Linked DNA regions of Mus musculus: regions 1, 3, 4, 5 and 6 are each linked to region 2. The links are chromatin contacts, called in public Hi-C, HiChIP or PLAC-seq and promoter capture Hi-C maps. All regions are on one chromosome and are shown on one strand. The core of a region is the stretch at or near the end of the contact, and the rest is flanking DNA. Distances in the headings are between cores, read along the strand shown. Region 1 holds the start of Clic4 (chloride intracellular channel 4 (mitochondrial)). Region 2 has its middle 20 kb from the start of Syf2. Region 3 overlaps Clic4 (chloride intracellular channel 4 (mitochondrial)). Region 4 holds the start of Mtfr1l (mitochondrial fission regulator 1-like). Region 5 holds the start of Rcan3 (regulator of calcineurin 3). Region 6 overlaps Srrm1 (serine/arginine repetitive matrix 1).

Region 1 (2,700 bases), core at 191-2,690, 320 kb before region 2:
CTACCTTTAGATGGCCCCAACATCACATCCAGGTTGGAAGTCTTGCAAGGCAAACGCTTTTACCTGCTGAATCATCTTGACTGCCATTATTATTATTATTATTATTATTATTATTATTATTATTTTGAGGTAGTCTTGCAATATACCCAGACTGTCCTCAAACTCTCAGCCCTCCTGCCTGAGCCATCACCTGAGAGCCACGTATATGTCACCAAATCAGGCCGAGGTTTAGGGTGTTTAAGGCCACTGCCAAACTGTGAACTTAAAACAGCCTTACTCCGGAGCATTGATGGATCTAATTGCTGGGGCACAGCATCCTTCTCACAGAATCTAGCAACTTGGAGATGGGGTTGAGTGAGGATAAAGTAGTTGCAGGTTGCACTGCATTTTTACACATCATTCCAATTTGTTGAAGCACTCTGATCCACACTAGGCACAGAGGATGTGAGATAACCATGACACCCCGCTTCCATCCCCCAATTTAGCCTTTCTAATCAACTCACTCATCACCCTAGCCTGGGAGGTACCACAGAATGAGCAGATTAAGGAAAACCAGAAGGCAAATTTCCCAAAGGTGACATTCACTGACGGCAATTCCGCAGTAGACCGCGTGTCTCAGGCCCCTGTCCTCAGGGTGTAAAGTACTCGCCCCTGCGCGCTGAGTGGCACTCAGGTGACTCATTAAACTTCTCCAGGTGAACGGAAGACAGGAATCGGTCCAGGTGGGGCAAAACAGCACGGATAACGTTTTCAGAGTCAGGCGCTGCCTCAAGCACTGGGGTTGTGCTGGAGCGGGACGCTGTCCCACCGTTTTGGCCTAATTCAGAGCCCGGGACACAGGACGACTTTACAAGAACTTTTGAGTATCTTGATTTCAAATAGAGAAGGATCACGAAAGGAGATCCGCGGTCAGAAGGATTAAAAAGTTCTTAAGGACATGAAAACTTTCGCAAAAGTTTTCCAGGAAAAGGCGGCCGCGCCTAACAGAAGTAGCCGAGGAGGCCGCCGCCCCGGGAACCGGAGGGGACGATGAGTCCCTGCGGCTGCAGCGGGGGAGAGGGCGCGAGGCGGGCCGCCGCATGAGGTCACTTGGCACCCAACCAGCAGCAGCTGCGCCGCGGAGAGAGGCGGTGTCAGGCTCCGGCTCCAGGGACCTTCCCCGCCCACCCCCTGAGGGGCGTGGCTTCGGGGGGACCTCCCGGCCAATCCGCGCTGCCCAGCCTAGGCCGCGCCCCCAGCGCCCTCCAGGCTCCCTAGTGGTCGGTCCGTGGAAGCTAGAGCGCTCCGCTGTCTTCCTCGCCTGAGGCCACGCCCCCAGCTGTGGCCCGCCCATTTCCCCCCCACCCCTGCAGGATCCTGGCCACTGCTCCGCCCACGCCCCGCCCATAGGGCTCCGCCCAGCGGTTTGAAGCGGCCGGGACCGCAACCCCCTCAGAGTCGCGCGCGAGGCGTGAGGCGGTGCTGAGGATCTGAGGCCACGGGCAGCCAGACGCCGGGACTGTCCAGCGAACGAGCAAGCCAGCGAGTGAGCGAGCGGCGGGAACCCGCAGCCACAGCAGCCCCGGAGCCACAGCCGCAGCCGCCGTCCGCGGAGCCCAGCCCAACCGGCCATGGCGCTGTCGATGCCCCTGAACGGGCTGAAGGAGGAGGACAAAGAGCCCCTCATCGAGCTCTTCGTCAAGGTGAGCGCTCACCGTCCCGAGCGACGCGGGCTGACGTCCCCGCACCCCGAAGCGCCCCCACGCGGCATCCCCGCAGCCCGAGGCGGCGCCGTACCTCCCGCGCTCATTCCCATTGTCTGGGCTCCGCGCCTTCCCGCCTCGCAGCGGGACCTTGGCGGACCCTGCGGGCGCGGCGACAGGGAGGCGACTCCGCAGGGCGGGACGCGCCTCAGCTGCGCCGCGTGGGTACTGTCACCCTCCTCGCCGTGTCCGACCCCACCCCGCCGCGAGCCCCAGCCTCGGGCCGCGGGGCTGATAGCTCACCCAACTTACTGGAACGCTAGCGCCTGGCCCGGGTGAAACTGAAACTTTAACTTTGATACAATGTTAAATAAAGTAAAGGGGAGGAGGGACCCGGGAGCCGTAAACCCAGCAGTTGGGAAAAGTGGTCTAGGGAAGATCCCGAGTTCAGAGCCAGCCTTGGCTGCTTAGTAAACCCAGGGCAAGCCTGGGATAGGAGGGACCCTCATCCCAGCCCTCCTCCCGCATGGGGGAGGGGAGAATTTTTTTAATGCGGGCGTGGTGACTCGGCTATGACCCAGCAGTAGAGGCTTGAGGAGTCCCTCGAGTTCGAGGCCAGCCTGGGTTACAAATGTGAGCCTCCGGACACACACCCAAAACCCAGGCAACTAACTGCAAAGAAGAAGAAAAAAAAAAAAAAAGGAAAAGAAAAGAAAAAGCGAAAAGAAGGGTGGATGCCCCAAGGCTTCCGGAAAATACAGAGATTCCCGACTTGGGTTTTCCTGTCCGGTGTTTTACCACCATCTGGTTTTCTTGTTTCTCTAGCGCGCCTGTTTTCACATGATGCAACCTTTTGGCCGCTTTCGTTTGCTGTTGCCACCTCGGCAGGCAAGCCCGTTTGGTTTGAAAGAAAACCTGAATTCTCCGCTCTCTCGGGCTTAAAAAGGTTCATTCCTCTCGCCCTCCTCAGTTTGTAAACCCTGGAGCTGCCTTCTTCGCCTAGAAACGCTTCTCTGAC
Region 2 (2,700 bases), core at 1-2,500:
CTCCACCTGCTCCCCTCACCAGGAGCACTGTGGCTGTGCTCCACCTGCTCCCCACACCAGGAGCACTGTGGCTGTGCTCCACCTGCTCCCCTCACCAGGAGCACTGTGGCTGTGCTCCACCTGCTCCCCACACCAGGAGCACTGTGGCTGTGCTCCACCTGCTCCCCTCACCAGGAGCACTGTGGCTGTGCTCCACCTGCTCCCCTCACCAGGAGCACTGTGGCTGTGCTCCACCTGCTCCCCTCACCAGGAGCACTGTGGCTGTGCTCCACCTGCTCCCCACACCAGGAGCACTGTGGCTGTGTTCCACCTGCTCCCCTCACCAGGAGCACTGTGGCTGTGCTCCACCTGCCCTCATCACCAGGAACACTGTGGCTGTGCTCCACCTGCCCCCATCACCAGGAGCACTGTGGCTGTGCTCCACCTGCCCCCATCACCAGGAGCACTGTGGCTGTGCTCCACCTGCTCTCATCACCAGTTCTCACTCCCTCTCTAATACAAGACTCTGAGACAGCAAAGGAGGCCACCTTCAAAGTCCCCTGACTTTAAAGAGAAGGCAACAAGAAGCCAAAGAAATGGCCCAGTGGTTAAGGGCCCTGTTCTTGCGGAGGCCCTAGGTTGAGTTCCCTGTACCCCTATAGTGGTTCACCACCACCCATAATTTTAGTGTCAGGGGTCAGACACCCAACATCTTCTGACCTCCAAGGACACCACGTGCATACATGATACACATGCATACATTCATTTTAAAAACAGCACACATGAGTCACATAAAATAAAAATAAACAAATTTTTAAAAGAGTGAGGTTAAATGAGTCCTAATTATACAAAGGTACCAACCTGAAGGAAAATATATTTATGTAGGATCTAAAAATCAATCAATCAATAAATTTTTAAAATAAAAGGGTTCTTCTGGATTGGCCAAATCCGGAACAGTAGAAATCCGTCTGAAGTCTTTCGCCAGATTGGGAGCGATGCCAGCAGAGGCCAGGCAGGAGTCATTACCAGTTATTTCCGTGTTTCCTTCAGAAGCAATTTGCCTCCCTCCGTCTGTGGGCTGAACCTGCCTGGCCCAGCCTGCTTTCTGCAGCTGTTGGGCATGCTCCTGGACGGGGCCACCTGGCAGGCATTGGAAGACAGCTCTGACAGGCAGCATGAATGTGAGGGGCCAGCTCCAGTCTGAGCCTCCAAGGACCTGGCCTGCTCTCAATGTGTTCCCCCCCCCCCAAGTCCTACAGAGAGGCGCCAAAGGGGGGCAGCATACACACAGAACAAAAATAACTGTCAGCGGCCAGCCAGCCATCCAGGCCAGGGCATCTGCAGAAAAGCCTCTCAAATAAGCAAACACCATGTGGTAACCGAGCTCTGGCGGGCTCAGGGAGTTCAGAGTAGCAGATGGTGGCACTGAGACCTCTGTAAAGAGCCTCAGTTCAGGGACAATAAGATGTGTGCCCAGGGATTAGCCCTTGAGTCTCAGCTCCAAATCCCAGTCCCACTGTGCGCAGGGTCCCACAGACCTGCCCAGCCAGCAGACACTGTGGCTACTCCCCAGCCCTTTCCTCTGGAGGTCCCTCACTGGGGACAGGTTCTCAGGAGCCCATGAAGAGACCAGTTAATTCAGTAAGAAATTGCCCAAGTCAGGGCTGGAGAGATGGCTCAGCGGGTAAGAGCACTAACTGCTCTTCCAGAGGTCCTGAGTTCAAGTCCCAGCAACCACATGGTGACTCACAACCATCCATAATGAGATCTGACGCCCTCTTCTGGTGCATCTGAAGACAGCTACATTGTACTTAGATATAATAAATAAATAAATCTTTAATAAATAAATACACTGTGCAAAGCGTGCATCCTCTGAGTACGGGGGCTTCCTCCTCCCTGAAGATCACGTGACCAAGCACTTTCTGCCCCTTGAAGGGGTCTAATTGCCTACACTTTCCACCTGTGAGCAGCGGAGCGAGGGGCTGGGGGGAGTCTGCTTCCTGGTTGCCCACAGGTTCTTTCCTAAGGGGTCTTCTGTGGATTCACCCATCAACACTCCCCAAACACCAGGAATAAGATGTCTGTTGGTGGCACTGAGAGACTTTTCCCAGCCAAAGCCATCCTCAGGGTAGACTCAAGAGCCCAGACCTAAGGCAGCCAAGGCTAAAAACTAAAACCTGAACTTCGTCTCATTTTTTATCTAATTTCCTTCACATAGCCCCATCAGGACAAATTGCAGGTACCCCAATTCTAAAGACAGACCTCTCACCTTTGACCCCTATGCCCCATGTCTCAGAGATGGTTGGTCCATGCCCACAGCCGGCCACTGCCACACCTTATAGAAGCTTCTGGCTCCTCTCATATAACTTAATGGGCTAAATGGGGAACCGATTCTATATGATTAATTAATTAGGGTCCTACTAGGAAGGATAATAATATCAGAACTTAAATAAGACTGCAAAGCCCAGCGGCCAGCCTAGAAAAGAAAAACCAAGCTAGCACAATTAGACCTTCAAGGTGGAAGGAGCCTGCGGGTAGACAGGGCTCTGACTGCCTGGCTTGGCTCAGTCCAAGATCAGCCGGAGACCCACCCTCACAACTCACATGATGGAAGGAAAGTTCCCACAAGTTGTCCTCACACCTCTACAAGTATCCCATGACACACGTGCCTACATATACACGCAAAGTAAAAAAGGACAGATGGATTATTTATCATATTCA
Region 3 (2,700 bases), core at 141-2,640, 300 kb before region 2:
TGAGAGACACTGTGTGCAGTCTCAGCGCTCTGGAGGCAGAGGCAGAGGCAGAGGCAGGCAGATCTCTGTGAGTTTGAGGACAGCCTGGTCTATAGAGGAGTTCCAGGATAGCCAGGTCTACACAGAGAAACCCTGTCTTGAAAAACCAAAAAGAGGGGCTGGAGAGATGGCTCAGTGGTTAAGAGCACTGTCTGCTCTTCCAGAGGTCCTGAGTTCAATTCCCAGCAACCACATGGTGGCTCACAACCATCTGTAATGGGATCTGGTGCCACCTTCTGGTCTGCAGGCACGCATGCAGGCAGAACACTGTATATATAATAAATAAATCTTTAAAAAAAAAAAAAAAAAAGGAAAGAAAAACCAAAAAAAGAAAGCTCTTGATAAACATTTGTCAAACAAACCAATGAATTGTTTCTTCTTTGAGCATAAAAATCTGCCCTTTAATGTGGTTTCAGATGTCTTGTGGCTTAGTCTTGTGCTCACTGAGCCTACTTAGCAACTTCATTTTCCTTGATCTAGGAGATGTCTGTGGGCATTGCCTCTGAAGCAGGTCCCTGTCTTTTCTCTGAGCATTTGGCTGCCCTTAAGCACTTAGTGGTTTTATATTGATATTATCTGTTTCTTCTACAAACTGAAAGATTCGGGAGATCGGGCCCGTTCGTTCCCCCTTTGTTAGCTCTGCGCCTGCTGCAGCGGTTGGAGGCTGCTGGGGTAGTGGAGCTGCCTTTCAGTCAGTCACACGGTGTTCTGTCAGGTGTTCTGGCCTCAGACCTTGGGGGGCAAATGCTACCAGCTCACTCACAGCTTAGAGCAGTCTAGATGGCAGCCGTGGGAAAGAGCTAACTGTAGGTGGACAGCACCCTGGCTGCACTGCTCTATTCAAAGAGTGTTCCTTTTCTTGTTCCTTGTCACTCATCCTTCTGTTCTTAGTGGTAATGCTGAACTAAACCCACTGAGCTAACCCCCACCCCTCTAGCCAGTCTAAACTAGAGGTAAATGACTATATGTATATGTGTGTGTGTGTGTAATGGTTTAGCTACTTGTGATCATGAATATGTGATCATGAATAACAGAAACTCTGTGTTCAGTGTGGCTTCAACAGGTAAGGAAACACATTGATAAAATGTCTCCGTGTGTGGGGCACATCAGGTACCAGCTGTTTCCTTCTGAGTCTCTTTGCTCTGACTACTGGTATTGATTTCAACCTCAGGATGCTATCGGATCTGCTATAATATCACGTCCAATAAATGAAAAATGAGAGAGAGAGAGAGAGAGAGAGAATATGAGAAAATTAATATATCTTATATCTGAATCTAAGTTACCCAGGCTGGCTTTGATGTCTCAGTGTAGCTGTGACCTTGAGTTTCTGACCCTTCTGATCTCACCGTCCAAGTCTGGAGTTAACATGTGTGTGACGCTGTGTCCAGTGTTTGCTGTGCTGAGGACTAGGCACGAAGTCTCCAACTGAAGCACACCCCAGCTCCTTAATTGAAATGTTTAATTAAAATATGTCGGGAAGAAGTAGTAAGTTTTTCTGTGTTAATGGCCTCCAGCGCACTCTTTGCAACCCATAGGCGTCGCTTGTTAAATAATCAATAGAAAGCTAACGAGCAGTACAGTGTTTGAAGCGATGAAATCCCACGGGAAGAATCCGATCTTAGTTGTGGACTGCACAGCCCAGGATGGAAGGGCTGCGGTGTTGTGTTGCTGGGGCTCCTTAGGATCTCAGCAGGGAAGTCGGCTAAGGGAGGAGGCCCAGCTTTACAAACACTTGTGTGTGTGGCTGGAGCCTTTTCTTTAAAAATAGAACAGTTAGCCACATTTGGTAGCTGAATCAGAATTTAGTCATTTACCAAGGAAATAGATGCCTGAGACTTTGTCTCAGTGAAGACGAGGCGTAACTGTGGGTAGCCGTGCTGACGAGGACAGTCGCCCATTTTAGTTACCACGCTAAGCTCGATTGCAGGTGACCGTGGTAGTGACTGGGGATAAGGGTATCCAGACAGGGGAGCACAGTAGGCGCTGTACTTCAGTTTGCCTTTTAAATTAAAGAGTAATCTGGAAAAGCGCTTTATGCAGCCTGAATTTCCTCAATTCCCAGTGATTTAGACTAAAGCCAGACATTGTCAGGTGTACCGTTTTCATAAGAACTGCCAGCAAGAGGAAGAGCCATGGTGACCTCATTACACCAAAACACAAAGCACCGGGGCTGAGGTGGCTTGTGGCATCCTTTCCCTATCCCCTTGGAAAAAGGCATGTACCACCAGGCCCAACTGTTCAGGAAGTTCAATGTCTGGTTGCCTTTATGAGACTATAAGCTGGCTTGGATTAGTTAATTTTGAGCATGCTCTAGTTTGATATAGGATATCTGTCTCTCCCTCCCTCCCTCCCTCCCTCCCTCCCTCCCTCCCTAAAGGAGTTCACTATGTAGCCTTGTCTAGCCTGGACTAAGTAGACCCTGTGGGGACTGAGAGCTCCTCCTGCCTTTGCTTCCCTGGGAGCTGGGATGAAAGGCGTGCATCATCTGAGCCAACAAGAAGCATTTTACTAGGGAGTTAGGGGAACACGCTGTTATTTACCAACTGGCTGTCAGTTACTGGCCTTGAAAGAACAGGGTCCAAAGGAGAGTTTAACTTTGGAGCAGGTGCCCTGAATCAGACCTGGAGCAGGGATCTGGTAATTTGCATTTAAATCTATTTC
Region 4 (2,700 bases), core at 65-2,564, 420 kb after region 2:
TGTTTGAATAAGCCAATAGTGTGTTGCTATGCTGAATTCCACACCCCTAAGCCCCTTACCCCATAAAAACCCCTAGCTTTCCAGCCTCGTGGCCGACATCCGTTATCTCCTGTGTGGGATGCATGTCGGTCCGGAGCTCCGTAATTAAACGACCTCATTTAATTCCATCAAGATGGTCCTTCGTGATTTTTTGGGTGCACACCGAATCGGGAATTGAGTGGGGGTTTCCCCACTAGGTTCTATCAGTGGCTTTGTCGCTGATAGACTATCTGACAGTGATACCCAACAATCAAAAAGGAGCTGAGAAATTCCAGCTATCTATCTTGGCATGTGCCCTACCGGTGTTTAGAAGTAAATGTCTACAATTGTGATACAACTTCCCTGGGATTTAGCACAGTTGCAACTGTGCAGGTTTTTGTAGCCTGGAGCAATAGGCTTTACCAATTCACCTAGGATGTAGTATATTCTGTAGGTGTGTGTACGTACTCACTCTATAATGTTTGTGTAACTCAGTCACCTAAGGACACGTTTCCCAAAGAGTACCCGTTCTTCAGCAACATATAACTGTAATTTCCAGAGGACAACAATAGAGAAATAAAGCATGTATGGGTGTAGTAAGGCAGGTCTGGGCATAATGCCCATTGTGACTGCACAAAGCTGTCCACCCACGAATCCAAAAGATTTGTCCCTGGCAGGTGGGGATTATAGGCTTTGGGAGAACTGGTGAGTCAGGCAAAGCCACGTGCAGAGAAGAAAGTGTATGCCCATTAACTGGATGCCATGGAGACCGGTAGAAAGAGCGACCTTGAGAGCTTTGGTGTCTCCGAGTGCCATCAATCCACCCATCTCATTAACAGACTGAACTATGCTGCACACGTGTGTACGTGTATGAGCGTGTGTGAGACAGAGAACTTTAAAATAGAAGACAGCTATTCCGAAGCACTGGAGGGCATGCCTGAAAGGCGAAAGCAGCCATTTTTGCTGGGGGATGTATCTGGGGGAGCATGAAATGGGACGAGGGTCCAGACTAGATAGGAAAGGCTGAAATGCCAAGATGAGAGGATTCGGAGATCTGCAGCAGGAGTATGGACTATTTCCAGTGCTGAGCAGCAACACTGGCAGACTACCGCTTCCCAGAAGTTTGTTGACACTAAACACGGGAAGCAACTCCTACGGCAGCAACTAAACTTGGGAGGAAAACTCCAGCGGGATGCGCGCACAGACTTCGTGCCCTCCCCCGGAGGGGTGAGGGCGTGGCCCGGGGAGGGGTGTGGCCTCCTGGCCGGTCTGCCGTCCACTCAGAGCCCGCGTCCATTCCGGGCCCCTCTCTAGGCCCGCCTCTCCTGGGCGTGGTGCTCGCCGCGCAGCTGCAAATGATTGCTTCCGGAGGCGGGTCAGCGGAAGTGAGGGACTTCGAGGCCGGGCCGCCCGCTGGGGTAGGAGGGGCTGAGGTGAGTGTGGCGCTGGAGTCCGGGCTAAGCCCGATGCGGGGTCCCACAGGAGACGGGCTCGGTGAGCGCCCTGGGCCGTCGCCGGCGTCTCCGTCCCGGCGCAGGGGAGCACGCGTTCCCTGTTCCCGTGCAAGTTCTCGCGGGAGTCGCCGCTGTCTGCCCCCCTCGGTGAGGGCACTGGTCCCCAGGCGTAGTTGCTGGCCGTGTCACCCAGCGGTTGGGGTCGCCCCAGCCGTTGGAGCGCGGTACGCCCCGGGCCGCGCGGCGTATCTGGGACCTACGCCGGCCTGGAGGCTACTGAGCGGCCCGGCCCGGCCCGCGGGTCCAAGGGCCGCTGGACGCGCGGTAGGAACTTGGCCGACCTTGGCCCGGGCCGGGTCGCCGTCGCGGGGGTGGGGACCCGTCGTTGAGGGCGCAGGGGGCTGCATCTTGCTGGCCACCGGCGCCTCGTGAGACCCTCGCGCGCTCTGCCCGGGTGTCCGCCGGGCACCGCTGGGCTAAAGTTTCTCCCTGGCCCAGGACCTGCCGGGTCGAGGCGCTCTCGGAGCAGAGAGGGTCTGCCGAGAGTGGCCGCACGGGAAGACGCGGGCACGGCCAGCGCAGAAGGAGCTGCGGCAGCGCCGATGTGCGGAGGGAGAGCCGGGGCTGCGGAACCGGCTAGAGCGTCTAGCGGGCACGCGGGGGGCGGGGCCTCGAAGCCAAGTTAGTGTCGCCTACAGCGGTTTCTTAAAAGCAAGCCAAGTGCTTACAGCGGCTGCCGGAGGCCGGGATATGGGCCGTTCGGTTACTTCCATTTCTGTTTTGAGCACCCTCGGAAGGCGATCCAGGCTGCCACGGAGTGAACTGCGAACCCCAGGCTGCCAGGGACAGAGTGATGGATGAGCTGGGTGCTGAGGGACTGAGATAAGCTGGATAAGTTGGGTCCCACAGAGGCAGTGGTATAGACTGGGGCACAGATAGGTGTGTTGGGAGCTGGTAGCCCGGTAGTAGCATGGCCCCAGCAGAAGACTAGGGAGTGAGTATGGTCGCAGATCGTGTACTTGCCAAACTGTATTAGAGCTTGGTCTTAAGAGAGCTGGAAGATGGGGTATATCCTGCTGGCAGGACTGTGGAGTCTAGAAGAGAGTTGAAAGATTTAAACACCAGAGTAATAGAACCGGCAGCTTGTTAAACCCGAGGTTTAGATTCGGTTGGAGTCTTTGGAGATGAAGCAGGACAGGAGAGGGCGTAATGGCAGGAGTAGCACAGT
Region 5 (2,700 bases), core at 11-2,510, 480 kb before region 2:
GATGTGAGTATAGAAGTCACTCTCCATAATTCTTTGATGAAAAAGTGAAGAACTTGACGTGTTAAGTCAAGTTTAATCAGGAGCCTCAGGGTGGAAAGCTGCAGAAACTTCCTAAAGCAAAAGGGATACAACACTGTGATCCTGTGGGGGACACTATGGGAGTCACTCTGACGAGGATGCTATGCCCTGCATTTTGTGCCCATGACTCTCACCGAGTGACAACACTGTGTCCTTAGTTTTGACCCCCTTGTTTCATTTGTCCTATGAAGGGTCTTGCGTAAATGACAAAAGCTGATTTTCTATTTATTATTTGTTTATTATTCAGAAGGGCAGCCGTGTGGAAGTCAGAGAACACTTGCAGGAGTTCTCTCCTTCCATCACGTGCGTCCGGGGTTGGGAGCAAGGACCCTCAGAACTGAGCCATACGGCCTGGATAGCAGAGCAGAATCCTTCTAGCGGGAGCTGAGAGTTCTCCAGCTCTGTACCGTTCATCCAGTTTGTGAGCTGGAAGAGGGCACAGCTCCCTGACAGGCTGGTCTCAGCAACAGCAATTAAAATTAAAATGCCAGCCAGCCTCGGCGCTACTACTAGCCTAAACCCTGACCTAGACATAATTAATGTTCCATTATCTCCAAGGGAGATAAGCAAGACTGTGTGGAAAGGCAAACGCAAATATCATTAATATTGTACATCTGTGCTGGGTGCAATGGAGGGAGGGATGGGGCGCGCGCAGTCACACACCTGGTGACACCCATAGCACAGCCACGTCGCCATCGCCTCTACTGGGCGACGGGAGCTGCGGGGCGAGGTCGGGCACATCCGGCTGCCAGGTTCCTAGAAGGCTACCCCGGGTTAAGCTCACAGGAACCCGCCCCGAGAAGGTTCCTAGTATCCCGGCTAGCTGTTCCTGTCACTGTCACGTGAGGTCAGCAAAAAGAGAGAGAAAATGTTTCTTGGGGGCGGCGGATACCAAGGGGACATCAAAAGTCCCGTTCTGGAGGTCAAGGAAAGCCTCTGCCTTAAGAGTGCCGGCCCAGGGGGGGTGGGAAAAAAAAAAAAAAAGAGTGCCGGCCCAAGTCCCTCAAAGCCAGTGCCAGCCAGCCAAGAGGAGCAGGCGAATGCGCGCGCGCAGAACCCACCCCCGCCCCCAGAGCCCCGCCCACCACTCGGCGACTCCCGCCCACCCAGCTGTCAGCCCCGCCCTCCTGTCTGTGCGCCGGCGCAGCGCGCCCCCTGGGCGCGAGGAACCCAGGGAGGGCGCGAGGCGCGCGGGCCCGGGAGCGCGCGCGACGCTGGCAACCTCGCTCAGCCCTAGGTCACCGCCCGTGTCGCCGGCTGAGGCGGCCGCTGCGGCCCGCGTTGAGGGCGTGGTGGCTCCGGGTGGTGAGGGTCTGTCCGCCCCAGGCCGCGCTCGTGGGCATCCCCCCTCGGGCCTCTCCCCTCGAGCGCACAGGTGAGTCTCCCCTTCGCAGGGCGGGGCCGGGTCGCGGCCGCTCGGAACAGGTTTGCAGCAGCTCTGGGTGATGGATCCCCAGGATCCCTGAAAGTTAAAGCAGCCTCAGCTAGAGCAGCAGCTGCCCAGATCCTCCAGGAACCCCCTAGACGTTGCTAAGGACCAACCGCCTGATGCCCAGGATCTCCCCCAGCAGCTTCGGGGTAACGTCCTGCAAAACAACCCTCGCCCCCAGGTCCTTTCTCCTCCACCAGCAATTTCTCCACCCGCAGTTCGACTTTTTGAAAGATGTCAGGCCCAACCTGGCCCCCCCCTCCCGGAGGGCAGGGAAGGTGTGGCTAGTAAAACCCTCCTGGCAGCAGGTGGAAGCCCCACTCCCCTCTCTCCTCCCCTCCCCCAGGATGCAGGAATCCTCGTGCTTCTCTGCTTCCCTGGCATCTGGAAACTTGTCCGCTTCCTCTTGAACCCTTCAATAGCTGTCTGTTTCCAGGTTGTGGGGTTCCAGCTTCCGTGCGAAATCTCATCATCTCCTCTGGGGATTAAGATTCTAGCGGCTCACGTCCATGTTTCAGATTCAAACTAGGATTATGTAGAGTGATGTTTTATTGTAGGGTTTAAAACCAAATATATATATATTCGCGTCCCAATATTGAAGGCTATCTAGGACAATACATTTACTTGAACTTTTCGTAGAAGTCTCTCATCTACTAGTTGGCCAGAGAAGTAATTGACCATCTGTAGCTATGATTAGTGATTACTTTAAAATGTTATTTTAAGAACTGGGTGTGGCACACGTTTATAATATTAGCAAGTGGGAGACTAGTCTGGACTACATAATACGGTCCTGCCCAACAAAACAAAATAAAACCTATCTTAACACAATGCCATTACCTCTAGTCCAATATATCAATATGTAGTCCTATGAGATGGCTCAGCTGGTACAGACAGACACACTTACTGCAAAGCCTGACAGTTGGAGTTCCCGGATCCCGGGGATCAACATGGCAGGAGGAGAGAATCAGCTTTTGCAAGTTGTCCTTTGACTAATACCTGAGTGTTGCTGAGGCCACAGTCAAACACACATATAAACATTCAATAAATATATGTTAACAAAATAGTGTGCCGGGGGCGGGGGATGTCCACTGTTAAGAGCACCTACTGCTCTTGCACAGAACTGGGCTCTGAGTCCTAGCACCCGTATGTAACTTCAGTTCCAGGTGATCCCACCCCTCCTCTGACCTCTGAGG
Region 6 (2,700 bases), core at 38-2,537, 380 kb before region 2:
ACTTGTCTTTCCCTGTGGACTTTACAAGGGTTTAGAGCTAGAAAGCTTTTTGGAGTTCTCACAATTATTTTAGAGAAATACATTTTTCATTTAGATTATATTACCTAGGCAGAAGGAGTTAACTGTTGAATAGGCCACAGTTGGAACTTTTAGTTACCTTTTTATTCATCTGCACAGGTGCCAGGCTCCTGCTCTGACACACACCTTGTACACATGTGTACAAGATAGATAGATAACTGCATTCCAGAGACGGCCGTTGTGGGGAACAGAGACCTGTTGTGTATTCTTGTGCACTTGGGGACCACTGCTTTAGCCAGACAGTTGAACTGTGGGCAGTTTATAGTCTGTTTTATGTCCATTGAAGCTTAAGATTGGTTTGAGCTATGTGGAAATGACCTTAGTGTTGAAATTTGAGAGTTAGAAAAGACCTTACCAGTTGTCAGGTTCTTTGGTTGAGTGACTTAGTCAAGGTTAGTTAGTTAAAGAGTTTAAAGCGTCCCTTCCCAGTTACACAGTGAGACTTGCCAAATTGCTACCTCCGACGACTAGGGAGGAAGGTGAAGGGTGGAATGAAGAAGTTCTTTGGCTTCTCTACTAGGTACTGTGATCAGAAATGCTATGTTGGAGTCTCTGGATACATAGGATTGTGGTACTGCTGTGATGTAATAGAGTTCCTGGTTGTGTTTCCTATATATACCAGTTGTTAATTGGCCATCTTAGGATCTATTGTTGATAATGTGCTAATGATCTAAGAGTAAGGAAAGAAAAGAGGGGGAATTTGGAAGTCAGTCATTGAGTACAGTTTACAGACCCGTCTGAGGGGCCTTGGAGGGACTTGAATTGCTCCTGATCTGGGCGCTGCATGGACTTGTCCTGAGTCGAGTGTCCTGCTACAGCCTGTCCTTTTAAGTCAGCGGGGTTGTGCTCTGTGGGTGCATCATGTATTCTCCTATTTCTGGTTATATAGTAACTTAACTTCACAGGTTATCTTTTGGGCAATCTGAGGTTAATAATTAATAGGACTCTTGAAGTGCTTTAAAGTTCCGGTTTTAGAATTGGTCTCTTGAATTTCCAACGAGGACAATTTGTTCTTTGAATTATTAAAAACGCTATTAACATAACAGTAAGTAAAGGGAAAAAATGTCATTTAGAAAAATAAAGAAACAGATGTTACTTACTATAATGCTTTTTCTTGAGTGGAAGGATAAAGTGTATGCTATAATAGTGTCAAAGACTTAATGAGACACTAAGTCACGGTGACCCTCCCATGTGTTTATTCACTCTGTTTAACAGAATACATAATGTTGGCTCCATGTGATGGCACGCCTCACCCCTAGCCCCTGAACAGTTTCTCTGTAGCCCTGGCTGTGTTGGGACTCTGTTGTGGATTAGGCTGGTTTTAGAGATCCCTCTGCCTCTGCATCCTAAGTCCTGGGATTATAAAGTTGTGCTCCACCACTGCCCAGCTAAGGGTGTAGTTCTTTTTTTTTTTTTTTTTGAGACAGGGTTTCTCTGTGTAGCCCTGGCTGTCCTGGAACTCACTCTGTAGACCAGGCTGGCCTCGAACTCAGAAATCCGCCTGCCTCTGCCTCCCAAGTGCTGGGATTAAAGGCCTGTGCCACCACGCCTGGCAAGGGTGTAGTTCTTAATTCCAGTATTACATAGCCAGTTTGAGGCCAGATCTTCTCTCAAGATAAATAAAAGCGATGTTGTAGTTTAGTTATTTTATTTATTCTGTAGATATACACCAATTATCTTGTAGGGATAACCACTTCATTTTCTTCTTAAAATCAAGCCACTTTGGGCCTCTTAGATTGTGTGTGTGCACGTGAGCCTTTTGTTTGTTTGGTTTTGATTTTAGTTCTATAAAAGTCTTTTTATGTAATCGAGACAGGCAGTCCTGTTTTAGCCTCCTATGTGTTGGGATTTTTTTTTTTGGTTTTTTTTTGGTTTTTCGAGACAGGGTGTCTCTGTGTAGCCCTGGCTGTCCTGGAACTCACTTTGTAGACCAGGCTGGCCTTGAACTCAGAAATCCGCCTACCTCTGCTTCCCCAGTGCTGGGATTAAAGGCGTACGCCACCACGCCCGGCTTTGTGTTGGGATTTTTAAAATGACTTGTGTTCAGTGGTAGGCATATACACGCTGTGCAGGTGTGTATAGGCCAGAAGAGGACTCACCTCGAGCTGAAGTTGCAGGTGGCTCTATGAGCTCCTCAGGCAGGTGCTGCAAACCAAATTAAATCCTCTGTCAGAGCAGCAGTGCTCGTGACCACTGAGTCACTCCAGCCCCTTACTTTATGATCTCTGGGACTTCAGGTGTTAGGCATTCTCTGCCCAGTTCAGTAGTTTGTCCAGGTAACTTCAGCAGATGGAGTCATTAACTGCAAGAATGAGCTCAGGGATGCAGGGCTTGCTGTGAGGTTATGCAGTAGGTTCCTCAGTGCTAGATCCAGTTCTTGGGGATCATCGTGGTAGTCTATGATAGAATTTATAGTATGAAATAATAATAACTGTTTTCTAATCAAATAGTTTATCAAAGTTTACTAGTCATATAAAACAAGAGTCTCAAGGATTGTTTCTTAGATGGGGCCTTTTTTTTTTTTTTTAAGATTTAGTTATCTGTATGCGTACACTATACAAATGGCTGTGAACCTTCATGTGGTTCTTGGGAATTGAATTTTAGGTTGCCTGCTCACTCCCA

The links. Promoter capture Hi-C pulls out the DNA fragments that hold promoters and counts their contacts. A called contact is a pair of places that touch in the nucleus more often than the background predicts. HiChIP or PLAC-seq counts read pairs in DNA pulled down with a chosen protein or histone mark.
Region 1: a promoter capture Hi-C map of the HPC-7 cell line shows a contact between it and region 2. The contact joins the promoter of Clic4 here to the enhancer-like site in region 2. A contact is called at or near these places in 11 of 39 promoter capture datasets (the 3T3-L1 cell line, 3T3-L1-derived adipocytes, the C10 cell line and 7 more), 1 of 15 datasets of contacts at CTCF or cohesin (the NIH/3T3 cell line), 10 of 484 Hi-C or Micro-C datasets (CD4 T cells, Sertoli cells, Th1 cells and 7 more), 33 of 115 datasets of contacts at active chromatin or transcription factors (the 230-238 cell line, the NIH/3T3 cell line, the SCID.adh cell line and 25 more) and 2 of 9 other capture datasets (adipose tissue and pancreatic islet).
Region 3: a contact with region 2 is called in a FOXA1 HiChIP or PLAC-seq map of pancreatic cancer cells. The contact joins two enhancer-like sites. A contact is called at or near these places in 1 of 15 datasets of contacts at CTCF or cohesin (the NIH/3T3 cell line) and 16 of 115 datasets of contacts at active chromatin or transcription factors (the NIH/3T3 cell line, bone marrow-derived macrophages, embryonic basal ganglia and 9 more).
Region 4: a contact with region 2 is called in a Hi-C map of CD4 T cells, with 2.6 times the contacts expected there. The contact joins the promoter of Mtfr1l here to the enhancer-like site in region 2. A contact is called at or near these places in 2 of 39 promoter capture datasets (the C10 cell line and liver), 3 of 484 Hi-C or Micro-C datasets (CD4 T cells, CD8 T cells and embryonic stem cells) and 1 of 9 other capture datasets (embryonic stem cells).
Region 5: a contact with region 2 is called in a FOXA1 HiChIP or PLAC-seq map of pancreatic cancer cells. The contact joins the promoter of Rcan3 here to the enhancer-like site in region 2. A contact is called at or near these places in 7 of 39 promoter capture datasets (the 3T3-L1 cell line, the C10 cell line, embryonic stem cells and 4 more), 2 of 484 Hi-C or Micro-C datasets (the HPC-7 cell line and cortical neurons), 9 of 115 datasets of contacts at active chromatin or transcription factors (DN3 thymocytes, the SCID.adh cell line, T-cell acute lymphoblastic leukemia and 6 more) and 3 of 9 other capture datasets (liver, macrophages and pancreatic islet).
Region 6: an H3K4me3 HiChIP or PLAC-seq map of bone marrow-derived macrophages shows a contact between it and region 2, with 8 times the contacts expected there. The contact joins two enhancer-like sites. A contact is called at or near these places in 15 of 39 promoter capture datasets (the 3T3-L1 cell line, 3T3-L1-derived adipocytes, the C10 cell line and 10 more), 94 of 484 Hi-C or Micro-C datasets (the 3T3-L1 cell line, the 63-12 cell line, the AML12 cell line and 61 more), 30 of 115 datasets of contacts at active chromatin or transcription factors (the 230-238 cell line, CD8 T cells, the HPC-7 cell line and 24 more) and 4 of 9 other capture datasets (adipose tissue, embryonic stem cells, liver and 1 more).

What each region holds. Positions count from the first base shown.
Region 1 is chr4:135,271,500-135,274,199 of GRCm38.p6, reverse strand. Clic4 (chloride intracellular channel 4 (mitochondrial)) reads left to right here and starts at 1,440. Exons shown (of 6, transcript NM_013885.2): 1 at 1,440-1,682. The coding sequence starts at 1,611.
Region 2 is chr4:134,949,336-134,952,035 of GRCm38.p6, reverse strand. No RefSeq gene overlaps it. Among named protein-coding and RNA genes, the nearest start is that of Syf2, 20 kb to the right of the region's middle. Within about 2 kb of position 1,250, at least 78 of the 459 cell types and tissues checked have an H3K27ac peak or open chromatin away from gene starts, as enhancers often do. A contact at or near this core is called in DN3 thymocytes, the HPC-7 cell line, Sertoli cells and 11 more, where this site is marked.
Region 3 is chr4:135,246,506-135,249,205 of GRCm38.p6, reverse strand. All of the region lies in intron 1 of Clic4 (chloride intracellular channel 4 (mitochondrial)), which reads left to right. Among named protein-coding and RNA genes, the nearest start is that of Clic4, 25 kb to the left of the region's middle. Within about 2 kb of position 1,390, at least 75 of the 459 cell types and tissues checked have an H3K27ac peak or open chromatin away from gene starts, as enhancers often do. A contact at or near this core is called in bone marrow-derived macrophages and pancreatic cancer cells, where this site is marked.
Region 4 is chr4:134,534,001-134,536,700 of GRCm38.p6, reverse strand. Mtfr1l (mitochondrial fission regulator 1-like) reads left to right here and starts at 1,314. Exons shown (of 7, transcript NM_029759.4): 1 at 1,314-1,451.
Region 5 is chr4:135,432,365-135,435,064 of GRCm38.p6, reverse strand. Rcan3 (regulator of calcineurin 3) reads left to right here and starts at 1,260. Exons shown (of 5, transcript NM_022980.4): 1 at 1,260-1,453.
Region 6 is chr4:135,334,123-135,336,822 of GRCm38.p6, reverse strand. The region is part of intron 9 of Srrm1 (serine/arginine repetitive matrix 1); the gene reads left to right. Among named protein-coding and RNA genes, the nearest start is that of Srrm1, 18 kb to the left of the region's middle. Within about 2 kb of position 1,287, at least 21 of the 459 cell types and tissues checked have an H3K27ac peak or open chromatin away from gene starts, as enhancers often do.